Linked DNA regions of Triticum aestivum: region 1 is linked to region 2. A link is a contact called in public Hi-C data. All regions are on one chromosome and are shown on one strand. The core of a region is the stretch at or near the end of the contact, and the rest is flanking DNA. Distances in the headings are between cores, read along the strand shown.

The links. Hi-C and Micro-C count contacts between places; a contact is called where the count stands out from the background.
Region 1: a Hi-C map of leaf shows a contact between it and region 2, with 3 times the contacts expected there. The contact joins the promoter of LOC123139218 here to the enhancer-like site in region 2. A contact is called at or near these places in 2 of 5 Hi-C or Micro-C datasets (both in leaf).

The regions. Positions count from the first base shown.
Region 1 is chr6B:683,007,049-683,013,802 of IWGSC CS RefSeq v2.1, forward strand. LOC123139218 (probable protein phosphatase 2C 27) reads left to right here and starts at 1,852. Exons shown (of 4, transcript XM_044559018.1): 1 at 1,852-2,207; 2 at 3,994-4,218; 3 at 4,310-4,521; 4 at 4,989-5,997. The coding sequence starts at 2,154. The coding sequence ends at 5,556.
Region 2 is chr6B:682,853,140-682,860,709 of IWGSC CS RefSeq v2.1, forward strand. It overlaps the pseudogene LOC123139614. Among protein-coding and RNA genes, the nearest start is that of LOC123134839, 42 kb to the left of the region's middle. Within about 2 kb of position 5,927, at least 2 of the 8 cell types and tissues checked have an H3K27ac peak or open chromatin away from gene starts, as enhancers often do. A contact at or near this core is called in leaf, where this site is marked.

The DNA.
Region 1 (6,754 bases), core at 602-3,101, 150 kb after region 2:
CGTTGATCTGCAGGGCTTCTTTTGAGGAGTTGTTTGTTTGGAGGGTTGTCGAGTAGCTGCTTTTAGTCCCGTGGACGGTTAGTGGCAGCGTTTGCTAATGCGATGTTGTTGTGTGAACGGCTTACATACCATTCTTTCGCTTTGATACACGATACACATGCTTATACATACTTTAGAACTATACTTTCTTCTACAAGAATATAGAGAAAGCTCTCACATCCTGGATGGCACTCGCGAAAGGATTACGACTCCACACTCATCCTCATCCATTCAGGGATTTTTGTTTCTCTGCAAGGAAAGTTGTTTGAGAGATTTGGAAGCATCGAAACGACACCGTCTGCAACAGTGCTTCTCCCCTTGAAGCCCACGTCCCAGTCGAGTGCTGAGAAAGGCAATGCCTCATGGACGGCGGGCATGTTGTGCGGTGATCTGCGGGGCTTCTTTAGAACGTTGTTTGTGTGGTGGGTTTGTCGAGTAGCTACTTTTAGTCCGGTGGACGCTTTGTGGTAGCGTTTTGTGATGTGACACTGTAGTGTGGATGGCTTACATACCATTGTTTCGCTTTGATACACGATACACATGCTTGTACATATTTTAAAAGTATATACTTTCTTCTACAAGAACCTAGAGATAGTTCTCACATCCTGGACGACACCCACGAAAGGATTACGACTCCACGCTCATCCTCATCCATTCAGGGATTTTTGTTTCTTCACACCGAACGTTATTCGGGAGATTTGGAAGCATCGAAACGACACCGTCTGCCATAACATCTCCCACTGAAGCTTGTGCCCCTAGCCGAGTGCTCGAGGAGGGCAATGCTCGGCGCACAGCTGTCATGTTACGTACACGTTGATCTGCGAGGCTTCTTTTGAGGAGTTGTTTGTTTGGAGGGTTGTCGCGAGTAGCTTCTTTTAGTCTGGTGGACGGTTGGTGGCAGCGTTTGCTAATGCGATGTTGTAGTGTGGACGGCTTACATACCATTCTTTCGCTTTGATACACGATACACATGCTTATGCATGTTTTAGAAGTATACTTTCTTCTACAAGAATCGAGAGATAGCTCTCACATCGTGGACGACACCCACGAAAGGATTACGATTCCACCACGTTCATCCTCATCCATTCAGGGATTTTTGTTTCTTCGCACCGAACGTTAGTTGGCACATTTGGAAGCATCGAAACGACACCGTCTGCAACAATGCATCTCCTCTCGAAGCCCACGTTCCCATTCAAGTGCCGAGGAAGGCAATGCCTCGTGCACGGCGGGCATGCTATGCGGTGATATGCGGGGCTTCTTTACAACGTTGTTTGTTGGAGGGTTTGTCGAGTAGCTACTTTTAGTCCGGTGGCCGCTTGGTGGCAGCGTTCGTAATGCGACCGTGCAGCGTGGACGGCTTTTATACTCTTTTCATCTTTAATATACGTTTGCAGTATTATGTATGACACACATATGTAAATATATCTTTCTTCTAATATGGTAATTCTCATATAGGTGAGAATTAACCAAGTTCCATCTAACCCCTGCACCCATTTCACTTTACAAGAAAACCATGGATAGTTCCACGAGAAAACCATACGCTCCAACCAATCATCTTCTCTAGATAAAGAAAAAACGGGCACGGTAAACATGCATGTTTTCTTCTTCTTTTGGACAGCATGAGCGTGCCAAACATTTTTCCCCACCGAGTGAAAAACGAGCTCCACGGGATAACAGAACGTCAAAAAATAAATAGAAACAAGATGCCGAAAAGAGAAGGAAAAAGAAAAAAAAACTCATGGCCCACCGGGGGCTCTAACCAGCACGTGTTCCCCCCGGCCTCTCCCTCGAATAAATACCCCCTCTATCCTCCGTCTCCGTAACGAAGCAAACCAGCTCGGAAACAGAGCAGAGAGAGAGAGAGAGAAACCAGCAGCGAATCCCACACAGGATCCGCCTTCCCTTCCTTTTCCTACCCCCGATCGAAACAGAGAGCTAGCTAGAGAGATAGATATTCCCGCGAATCTTCTGCTCCGATTCCAAGCCCGTCCCGGTCTCGGTCCCGTCCCACGCCCCCTCCCTCCGCCTTCAATCCTTCTTCATCGGTACCAGAGCACCCCTGCGGCGGCGGCAGTTCGAGTCGAATCGCTCCTCCTCCTTCGTCTTCGTCAGGCATGTGCGTGGAGGGATTCGAGGACGCGCAGATCGAGAGGCCGGCAGATTTCGCGGTGGGTAACCCCCTCCCCTCCCCTGTTCCACGCCCATTCGATTTGACTCTGTTTTTCTTTCGATGTTCTTGTTCCTGTGTGGATTTCGCTGGCTGAATCCGGTGGTTTTCCTTTCCGCCGCGAGAAGATGGGGTCGAAATAGATGTCTTTCTTTCTCCTTTCGTCTTTGATTCGTGCGCGTTAGTTGCTGCTTCGGTCTGGACGGTCGATTAGTCGAGGAGAAGAAGAAGAAAAACACTAGTGGGTTGGTTGCTTCGTGCACACACTTTGCGTGCTGCTTGAATGCTTCCGTTTCTCCCCTTCCCTTCCCCTGAAACCCAGAGCCAAGTATATAGTAGTAGCACAGATTATTTGGCACTAGTTTACTTATTGCAGCTGGAATTAATGAACCACTCCCATTATCTTATCTTTTATTAGCAAGAATACTACTACTATTATTATTATTAGCAAGAATATATTACTGTATTATTATTATATCTCCCCTTGTGTGGAAGGTGTGAACAGAGGGATATGCCTTGAATTGTTCGGCGGCCGAGAAGTTTCTACTACTACTAGCTGGGATTAAGCCAGCCGGGGCGGCGTGCCGCAAAAGCGAAATCTTTTTTGTTGTCCTGGCTCGGCGGATGTCATGCCCCATGTCTGCTTCCGCATGTGCATTGTTGTTCTCATGCGGTGCTTCTGATCCTGCGATGAAAATCGTCATGTCGGATTTCCAGTTGACGTGGTTGCTCCATATCCTCTCGTCTTCTGCCGCAGAGATATCTCCGTCTGACAAGGAAAGATATTTGCATCTGAAAGTTAGGACAAACTGTAACTGTTCATAAAAATCAACGTCTGCAAAGTTCACAACTAGCAGTGCTCTGCTTTCTTTATTTCTCTCACTAATTGAGGTTAAATTATACTAACACCAAAGAGGGCTGGGTGTCCTTTATATGTTTTAAATAAGTGCTGGAGAAACATTTTTGGTTCAACAAATGGTAATCATCCATCATCATCATCTGTGTTCTTTAGTCTTTACATGTAGAAGAGTCAGCGCCGGTAAAGTTCAGATAGTGCTGTACCCCTTTCTGCATTGAGGCCAAGGAAAAGCTGGCCTTTTTCGTGCTGTCAAGCCTCCGGGGACGACACGTCCTTGGCAATTTCCTAGTGATCTATGTGCCTTTATAGGTCTGAATTACATAATCATGGGGTAGCTTTTGTCCCTTTAGCTTGCAATTATGGGTTGCAATGCAGGCAGGCAGGTAGTGGGCTGTGGGGTGGTGCTCAAGAATGTACACCTGGAAGCTTGACATTCCTCGGCTAGTCGGTACTCAGTAGCACCTTCTGGGGCTTGCGGTTCGCGGTTTTGTCAATGCGTTCCTGTGCATTTTGGGGGTTTTTGTTTATGGGTGCCCACACTCGAAATGGCTACTCGTGGCATTCTTTGTCGAATAAGGGATTGCCGTCTGTCGCCGACTTGACCGAGTTGGGCTTCTGTTTGTGCGTCCCTTTCAGCTAGGTGGATTAGTGTTGCTGCAAGCCTGCAAATCATCCACTCTCTGTGTGATGGATGGTGGTGACGTTATTTAAGCTATTGCAGAGTTGTTGACAGGGTTGAAAAATTGGGAAGATATATTCATTTAAGCTGGCTATTGTGTTAGTAAAATGCTGAGTTCATCCTTTGTATCATTGATCCAAATGTGGCCTGCTATCCCTTAGTGCTATCTTTTTTCCAAAGCTGATGCAGTACCTTGTTTCTTGATCAGACTGCTGTGATCTAACCTTCTGTTAATTGGGTAATGTGCAGATGGAGAGAGTCTGTGAGAACACAGTGTCCATTGATTTCAAGCAAGCCAAGATGGTGACTGCGATGGGAGAAAGTTGGCACAATTTTGTTCCAGCTATCCGCTCAGGGGATTGGTCTGACATTGGTGGCCGTGATTACATGGAAGATGCGCATGTGTGCATCCCCAACCTAGCCAAGAATTTTGGTTACAACATGGTGGATGATGAAGTTATTTCCTTCTATGGGGTAATTGCTTACTCACTTTCTCAAATCTGGTTGTTCAGCTTCATAGTTAATGTTCTCTTTCCTGACATCATCATATCCTTATGATTCTCAGGTATTTGATGGACATGGTGGAAAAGATGCCGCACAGTATGTTCGCGACAACTTGCCGCGGGTCATCGTGGAAGATGCTGCTTTTCCTCTTGAGCTTGAGAAGGCAGTCAGGAGGTCGTTTATGCAAACTGACAGTCAGTTTGCAGAGAAGTGCTCTCTCCAGGATGGGCTTTCTTCTGGAACAACTGCACTTACAGCAATGATTTTTGGAAGGTACTATTCTCGTGACCTGCAATCCGGGCTCCTACTTAACTATTATCATTTCATTTGTGAACAGAAAATCGTAATGCAGCAGAGTACTGGAGTTGACACTAGATTACTTTATCCTTGGCATGCTAAATCTGAATCCTAGGTTTACCGTACTAGTAGCAGGCCTGTTCTCAATTTTGTTGCTCATGAGAGATCTTTCGCATGTTCCCTGAGTGTCAGTCAGTCAAGAAGTATTTGAACTTAGCCTGACCATTTCTCAAAGCTACTACAGATTAGTTGATCATAATGAAAAATTACGAAGATGCTCCAGGCAGAGGTTAAATTTATGATAACTGCTACACTTAGGACCCCCAACTGCCATACATCGTGTTATTTATAATAGTATGCGTTGGTACTTTCTACAGTAAGTCGCTTTGTTATCGGGTGAATTCTGGTGATTAGCAATGCTAATTCTTCATGTTCTTTTGCAGGACTCTTCTGGTCGCAAATGCTGGTGATTGCCGGGCAGTCCTTTCCCGGCGCGGCGCCACAATCGAAATGTCCAAGGACCACAGAACCTGCTGCCTGAACGAAAGAAAGCGTGTGGAATCTCTAGGCGGCTACGTCGACGACGGCTATCTGAACGGCCAGCTAGCGGTGACCAGAGCGCTCGGGGACTGGCACCTCGACGGCCTCAAGGAGATGGGCAAGCCGGGAGGCCCGCTGAGCGCCGAGCCGGAGCTCAAGATGATCACGCTGACCAAGGACGACGAGTTCCTCATCATCGGCAGCGACGGCATCTGGGACTACTTCTCCAACCAGAACTCGGTGGACTTTGCGCGGCGGAGGCTCCAGGAGCACAACGACCTCCGGCGGTGCTGCAAGGAGATCGTGGAGGAGGCGATCAGGCGGGGCGCCACCGACAACCTGACGGCGGTCATGGTCTCGTTCCACCAGGAGGCCCCTCCCCAGATCAGGGTGAACAGGGCGGGCAGGGTCGAGCGGAGCATCTCGGCCGAGGGGCTCCATAGCCTCAGGGTGCTCCTGGAAGGCCAGTGATCTCCGACGACGGCGCGCCATTGTCGCCTTCTTCTTCTTCTGCATTGCTGAGTGTCAACTGTAAGTACCGATCCACCGTCGTCGTCGACATGCCAGTTGTGGCTCCATTGTTACCTTGGAGGAATAAAACCAACGAACCTGGAGATCTCACCCGCCATTGTGAATTGTGAGGCACCTGTAAATATATGTTGGGAGCTTAATTAGGGTGGTAAGGGAGTCAGTAGCGTGCATCCAGGGGGCTTTGAGGCTCATTATGAGATGAGATGAGATATGTTGTTCCCCTGTTTAAGTTTTGTCTGTAAAAGAAACCATTCTCTGGTTATTGTGTTATTGTATCAGTGTAACTTGAGTTGTCTCATGTGATGAGCCATCGCCTCGTTGATCACTGATATGATGAGATGTGTTCTTCCCCCCGTTTAAGTCTTGTTGTATTTGATCATTTGTTTAATTGCCATGTTTAAGTCTTGTTATATCTATCATCCTCTACTTGGAATACACCAAGAAACTATTTCCGCCTCAAAATAAGTGTTGTGGTTTTAGTACAATAGTGTGGTTTTAGTACGATAGTGTTGTATAAAAAAACAAGCAAGTGAAATTAACGGAAACTATAATGTGTTGGATAATCAGCAACTGGTGTTCACTGAGGACCAAAGGCCATTACGTATACATGTGTGGTTAAGTGTAGAAAGCCCCTTATATAATGGGATGTACAGAAAAGGGACTATACATATCTAACACCCCCGTCAAACTCATGGTGGATCAACAACACTGGATTTGGAGAGAATAAAATCATGTTGCGCTCAAGTCTGTGCCTTCATGTAGGAGTCTGCCAACTGTAACTCAGAGGGCACATAGTGAAGAGCAAGAGTCTGATCCTGCACAACATCACGCATAAAATGGGCATCCGCACCGATGTGCTTGGTGAGCTCATGCTTCACCGGGTCACATGTAATACTGAAAGCACCGGTACTGTCAGACAATAAGGGAGTCGAGGTAGTAGCAGACACCCCAAAATCCTCAAGTAACCACCGTAACCAGATCACCAAAGCCGTTAACATAGCCATGACTCGCAACTCGGCCTCTATACTAGAGCGAGAAACTGCAGTCTGTTTCTTTGTCTTTCAGGCAATGAGAGAGCCACCAAAAAAGACACAGTAAGCAGATAGCGAGCTCGATCAGAGGGATCACTAGCCCAGGT
Region 2 (7,570 bases), core at 4,677-7,176:
ATGTCTACACGAACAACTACTCCATTGTGCTATGAAGGATGTTAGTTGATGCCACTAGAGATACTAAACCAGTTGTAACTCCCAACATCTTGCCATACCACGTTGACTTTATGTACATTCTTCCCTATTGATGGCCGCTCTCCGCAGAGAATGAACAAAGTAGTTTCTCGCTTACATTGTTTTCTTTTGGTGATTTTACTATCACTTTTATGTTTGCCACTTTATTTGGGTTCACGTTACTGGCATAACTATATTTATTAGTAAGCATGTATATACATATATTCATTCTACATGTTGTACCTTTGGTATTTTTATATTCAACTTTTATGCCACTTAATATTTACATAAATCCAAATCATTCTATTGAAAAAATGGACGGGCGCAGCAATGCGCGCCATCATGGTCTAGTTAACCCTAAGACTAACGGACCCATTAGGCCCATTACGTATTCTAACACTACACCCCACCTGGACATGCAGCTTGTCCTCGAGCTGCAGCCTAACCAACTTATAACCATGACTCGACGCAACACAAACCTAACACCTAAAAACAAGCCTTTTACATCTCGGCTTGTTTTATTATTCTCAACCTAAAATGGACTGGGACGCTTTATTTTGAACCCCTTAACAAAAAGTGGACACCATCCGCTCGTCGGGCGTGCACGTGTACAGCCACCTGGATCCCATGGACACCACCTGAACAAAAGGAGTGCATGTGTATGGCCACCTGGAAGTGGGCGCAAGAGTGACCAGCAGAGGTGCCCTCGCGGCGGCCGGTGGCGTAATGCAGTGGTGCTACGCGGTGCGCTCCTATCGGTGACACCATGCCTTCTCCCTGCCGGACGGCTGTTGGTCTGCACCGCACATGAAAGAGTGGAGGGCTTGCCATGGAGAATGACGAGGAGGGGTGCGCCCCCCCAACCGCCGATGTCGCAGACTTTGAGGTCGCTGACCGCGGGGAAAACAGCGCAGGCCGCCCGTGGGGGAAACCACATGCCCAAGATCCCCGACGCAGCGGACGAGATCGAGGTCCTTTGCGCAGCGAAGGGCAACTTGGAGGAGCGACAGCTGCAGACCACGCATCTCCCGCACACGCCGATGCGCTAGGAGGCCGCGCGCAGCAGCCTGCAGCCTCACCGCCGCCGACACATGGCGGGTAGCGATCCAAGACAGAAGCGGTGACGGCGATGGCAGGGACTTGATCTGCTGGATGTGGACGCCCTGGGATGGCGGCGGCGCTGATCGGAACGAGGTCGTCGCACTCCCGTCATAGGGCATCCCATACTGGGCGGCGGAGCTGACCGACGGGGGCTGCTGCAGCTGCAACGGCTGCTGCGCTGTCGCGCCGGGCGCGGCGGAGGCCGCCAGGAGCGGCGGCTGCCACTGCAGCCAGGGCTGGGCGATGGTGGCGATGGATGGCAGCTGCAGCGGCCCGGCGAGCGCGGCGAAGGCCGCCTGGTGCGGCGGCTGCCACGGCAGCCACGGCAGCGCGAGGGCGGCGATGGGTGGCGCAACCGAATGCGGCCCATAGGAGCCGGCCAAGAACAGGTGGATCTCCTGGACCACCTGGGTTAGGTCCCGCAGCACTCCGGACACGTCCTCCCAGGTGAGGACGGTGGGGGCGGGCGCGACAGAGGATCCTGGCGCGGGCAGGAGCGGGATGACGGTCGTGGTGGTCGCCGGAGGCGACAAGGTGACCGGCAGCGGAAGAGACGGGCTTGACGGTGGTGAAGACATGATCGAACCGAAGCTAGCTGATACCAAATTGTTATGGCGCTGCTAGAAGGAGGGCGCGAGAGGGCCGGCCGGGGGCCTTTCTGCCCACGGCCGGGCAAGAGGGAAGGGATTTCCTTCTTAATTCTTGCCTGATTAGATTGATACATCTCCTCTCTTTATATAGAGAGGTTTACTTGACTCCCAAGCAAGGCTTACTTGACCCTAAGCAAGCGACCCTTATCTCTAATTAATTCTAAGACTAGCGGACCCATTAGGCCCATTACGTATTTTAACAATGAGCCAATCTAAGATCCTTCAAATTATCACAGCAGATGTCATAGCTATATGGGTAGCCAGACACGTAGGAGGAATCATGGGCTCCCATCTCAACGTAATTTCCATTAATCTCGAACCCAAATTTTTGGAGATTCGCCCATCCTGGACCAAATTCTAGGAGGTCATACTGGTTGATTCAATCGCAATCCTTTACAACAAGTTCTCGTAATGATCCGTACCTCCCAAGGTATTCCAGTCACTTCATCTTGTCTATTGCCGTGCAGTCAACAAGGTGGAGAACCGAAAGATACCTGCAACCGACCGCCACCTGCAAAATCCCAGTAGAAGTTACTGCTGGTGTGTGGTTTAGCCTGAGGGACCTCAAATTTTTGCTCTCTACTAGATAAGGAAGATCAATGTCATCGATGTATGAGCAGAAGCTTAAAGCAAGATCGGACAGCGAGTGGCAGTGAGATGATAGAACAAGGAGGCCTTGGTTTTTCAACTGGTCCCCGTCACTGTGCTTCCATTCAGAATAATTGATCTCTACTTTCGCCAAATTGGGAAACTGGGAGAACAGCGATACCAAGGCTTCTGTCCTAGTGTTGAGTCCACAGCCAAGACGGATATCATCCCTATGCTCCGCCTCGATGGTGCAGAGCTGCTTCGACACGAGGCAAAGAGAATTACGATCACTTGTCTTGGTAACCCTCTTGACGACCTCTAAAAGCAGTGCCTCTGGGAGACCCTCCATCGAGAATCTCCGTGGCATGACTTGGGAATCTCAATGCTCGGCAAAGAGCTGAAATTTAAATATTATTATCAGAATGGAACAAATCAATATAATCAGATAATAGCTGTTAAAACTCATGTAAAGGGAACATTGATGAGGCTTTGAACGGTTATGTATCTTCTGAAATATTCGTGCGGTAAACTTCAGACTGAACCCTAATTGAGAACTGAGTCATAGCCCAGTGGTAGGAGCATTGTGGTGTATGTCCCTACCGAGTAGGGCTCGAGTCCTGTGACGAGCGCTAGTGTCTCACAGTAACTTAATAAAATTATACAGGGCAGCTCCCCATTCGGACTCAATTTGTTCCACAGTCGACGATGATAGCACCTATTTGTATCTGAAAAAAATTCTGAATCGTGGAACAAAAATAGTTCCTTGATTATTTTATTTGTAGCTAACAGCACCGTATTTGTTGATGTATCTAACCAATCACATGAGCATGTTATAAATTTTAGACGCTCTGGAACATCTGATACTAACAAAAACAAACTTATCCACTCCTGCATTCCGCACACATCCAAAGTTCCAGAGCAGGTTCATACATAAATCTGCAGCAATTAAATCAGACCTAGACACAACACGGTCATGGAATCAACAGAGCACAGCGCAAGAATGAAGCTCACCTGGACACTAGACGGCGGAATCAACACCACTAACTAAGCGCAGTGCAGCAATCGAGTTCACCTAGGTTCTGCTCAAAAGGGGAAAGGCATCGACCCGAATCCGTACCGCAGGGGGATAAGGAATGCCGGCGTCGGGAGGGAAGGACCGAGCGGAGACGGCGTCGATCGTGGGGCGGTCCGGAACTGGGTGGCGGCCGGCGGCAGGAAACCTCTGCCGCGACCTCGGAGCAGAAATCCTCGTCTGGCGGCGCTTTTTTTTTTGGGAATCGTTTGGGAACGGAGCGCCGGCGGAACGCTCGGCCGGTCGCTCCCGCTCACGCGCCCCTAATTGGTTGCGCCCAGGCGGGCCCGAGGGAGGCCCACCCAAAGACAAATTCGCCTTATCTCCTCCCACCTCTGTCTCGTCTTTCCCTCCCCAAATATCTCTTCCCAGTGCCCATCTCACACACCTCGCGCTGCTCCTTGCTACGGACGCCATGGCCTTCAGCAGGAGATCCTACCACAGGGGGAGCACGACGGCGGATGCTGCAACCAGCACCCGCCGGAGCTGGGAACGATGACCACCGGCCGCTGCAAAACAGGGGGCACCCGTAGATGACTGGAGCCTGGACGGTGCGGCGAATCGATGTGCTTCAACCGGCATAACACAGGGCTACAACCGGCAAGAGTTTTTGCTGGGACCGGCGAGTTTTTTTGTTGCATCGAAGAACGACGGAAGCTGCTGCCATGAAAAAAGCTGGAACTGGCTACGGGAAAAGTTACAACCAGCAAACAAAAAAGCTTCAACCATTGTCACGGTGACCACGAGCTACATCGACGGTGACCACGAGCTGCACATTTGCTGGAAGCGGCATCATGGGGTGCTGCAACCGGTGATGGCAGAAGCGTCCACTGGCCATGTGAAAGCTGCAACTACAACCAGAGGGAAAGCACGACCAGTGATCGGAATTGCTACAACCGGTGACCGGGGTGGGCGAGAAGAAGATGCTACAATATATTTTTGCTGGAAGCGGTGATGAGAAAAGCTTCAAGCGGCAATGAGAAAAGTTTCAACCACAGACTACAAAAGGTATAACTTATGAACGGCGATGAAAAGCTGCAACTGTCGGTGACAAAAGCTATAACCGGCCATGAAGAAAGCTTCAACCATTCATGTCTCAGCGCTAACCTAACAATTTTTCGCTGGGACTAATGAGCTTTTTTTGCTGCATGCGTTTAATGAAGCAGGACGGTGACGAGCCATGGAGTGCGTCGGGCGACCGCAGCAGCGTGTGCCGCGAGCTTGACGGAGGGTGCTGCGACCGGGGCGGCGTGGAGCAACGAGGTCGCCGACGACATAGTGCTAGCTCGGCGAGGGCCACGAAGCGCTAGAACTAGATTCGGGGGTGGGATGGAGCCTAAGAGTGCGGCGCCGATGAGTGCGCACTACATGCTGGAAATAGGCAGCGGCGAAGAGCACGAGCCCGGATATGCAGTGGTTTGACGAGGTCGTGGGCAGTTTTTTTTTTCTGCGAAGCACTTGTGTTACGAGGATCATGCCAGAATCCCATGGCCCACGTAACTCGTATCGCGCGGCTGCCAGGGGACCGGCCGAAACTTTCGGCCGGCGCGCCGGCGCCTATTGCTGCCCTTTTTTTTTCTGAGGGATTCTCGCGGCGCCTTGGTGGGGAAGTGGCGAAGAAGAGAAGATGCCTCTATGTGGGCTTCAGAGCAGAGCCTTGGGCCGGGCCGTGATCAATAGAGACCTACATCCCTCCTCGCAGGAGTGTGGTACTGCTGCTGTCTCTTTACTCTGCATCTCTATTTCCTAGAAGCAGCAGCTGTGTCTCAAAAAAAAAAGCAGCAGCTGCATTTCTCAAAAAAAAAAAAGCAGCAGCTGTGTCTCAAAAATAAAAACAGAGCAGTAGCAATATTGCAGCAGTACAACTGTCCTCCTGCATTAAAAAGGAAAAAAATGACAAGGTAGCAGCAGCACAGGAGCTATCAGTACTGCACCTATATTTCACCCGAAGATATGCAGAGCCAAGAAACACCGCCAGGGTCAGATCAACGAACACAAGCGTGATCCATTTCCCTATCAAGTTTCAGAGTATCTTCTTCTACCACCAACCCCACCAAAGAAGCACTGATTCCAAGTTCTCCTTGTATCCATCCACACAGGACAAAGCACAGAGAAAAAGGTCAGTCAAAGAGCACAAACCCCTTTCCACGGAAAAGACCAGCAAAGGCGTCAAAGCAGTAGAATAGCATTACCCTAGGCTCGCTCGATCATACACCACGATCTCATTTACTGTTACCCGGTGGACGTTGAATCAGAATCCACGACGCACCATTATTCTTCTGGATGAAGCTAAGCTAGGCTAGGGATGCAGCAAGGATCGACGGAAATTACAGTGTACGTATGTTCCAACGAGCTGATATTTTCCTCTGAAGAAATGATCTCTATCTAGTACATTATCTCCGATGATGTGTCTTTCTGGCCGGCGCCGATCGACTTCATGCCGTCCCCCGTCCCATCCGGCCCGTCGCCGTCGCCAACTTTTCGCGCGGCTGGAGAAGGAAGGAAGGCGGCCCCGTCGCCGGGGCCCGCACGGCACCTCCACCGGAAAATCCCCGTCGGCGGCTGCGTAGGCGCTACGTAGTGCGGGCGGATCGCGCGCCCACCGCATATACCCTGCGTTGGCGTTGCGTTGCGCCCTAAATATCAGCCCGATTTTTCCCGGTCGTTCCAGCCATGAAACGGGCCGAGAAAGGGCGTCAAGATGGCCGGGATTTCTGTGGTGATCGCGGGTGCAAGGTGAGGCGTGAAGTGTGAACCGGCGGTAAGCTGGGAATCTGCTGCTGATGGGCTACGATTATAAAACCCAGACGTACGTGCGGCTGCAACTTTGAAGTTTCTTTTCCTTCCGAGTTGGATGGTGGCCGTCCTTTTTGCCCGGGCTAGTCTCCAAGTCATCATCTCCGTGACAGTGATCAGTGTGATGTGACGCGGACCGGCCAACGGTTCTACTCTTGACAGTGGTTATTATTCAGCTGATGATATGGTATGATTCTGAACTGGTCTCCGGCACGTCCTTGCGAACTCGAGAAATTGTGCACGCGGGGGATGGATGCTTTCGCTGCAAGGAATGGCCAGGTGATGGGGGAATAAAAAATGTTTGAACTGGAGATAGATATGGATGGAGACGACCTAATGTACAGTGTGGGTGCAGTGGAACGCCCATGACCGAAAGGGCGCCAAAAGGCGCATTGACTTGAAAAGGTCTTGAGCTGATCTTTAGGGGCGTCCATCCCGCAGGTACGTGCAATGTACTCCCTCAGTTCAAAATTACTTGTCATGAAAATGAATAAAAATGAATATATCTAGAAGTAAAATACATTTAGATACATCTATTTTTTCGACAAGTATTTTCGGACGAAGGGAGTACTATATATGTATGTTCCTTCGGCCGCAAGGTTGTGTGCGCCTCTATGCTGGAAGAGTTCACTGGTACCTCACAAGAAGGTGCAAATGAGACTTCGTCCACGGGAGTACTTGGATCACACGCAACCAGTAAGAAAACTGCATTGGTATTCAATCAAGATATAAGCTCAATTGGGCGTATTTTTTCAACGAGGTGGCCGCTTACCTACACGCTTCAAAATTGAGGGGAAAATACACCCATCAATTTTGACTACCGCAGAAGTTCATTCTTCAACCGTGGACTCTAAAATTGTTTCCGTTTTAAAATGAACTGTTTAAACTGTTTTACATTATCCTTTGATACTACTTTAGGCGGTTTTAAACTATTTTGGATGAAGGTGGTTGAGAGAACTGTTATCACTTATACACGTCAACTACTTGTTAGTACTCTCTCTCAAAAAAAAAACTACTTGTTAGTACCAGTTACGAGGAGATTTAATGTCAGGTGCTTCAGGACTATGCAAGAATTCAATGGCGACCACTATGGCTTCATGGCGTTGGTCTTAGGGGCACGTGCACAAGGGCTTCCCAGCTATCATGGACACAAAACTTCTCATAATCGGCGCATGTTCACACGAGTCTTATTACATTCATAATTATACGGTGAAGTGTTGTATGATTACATGTTCAGGCGAGCCTCATTCCCTTCGTAATTTTACGGTGAAGTGTTATATGATTACATGTCGAGATAAATAAGTTA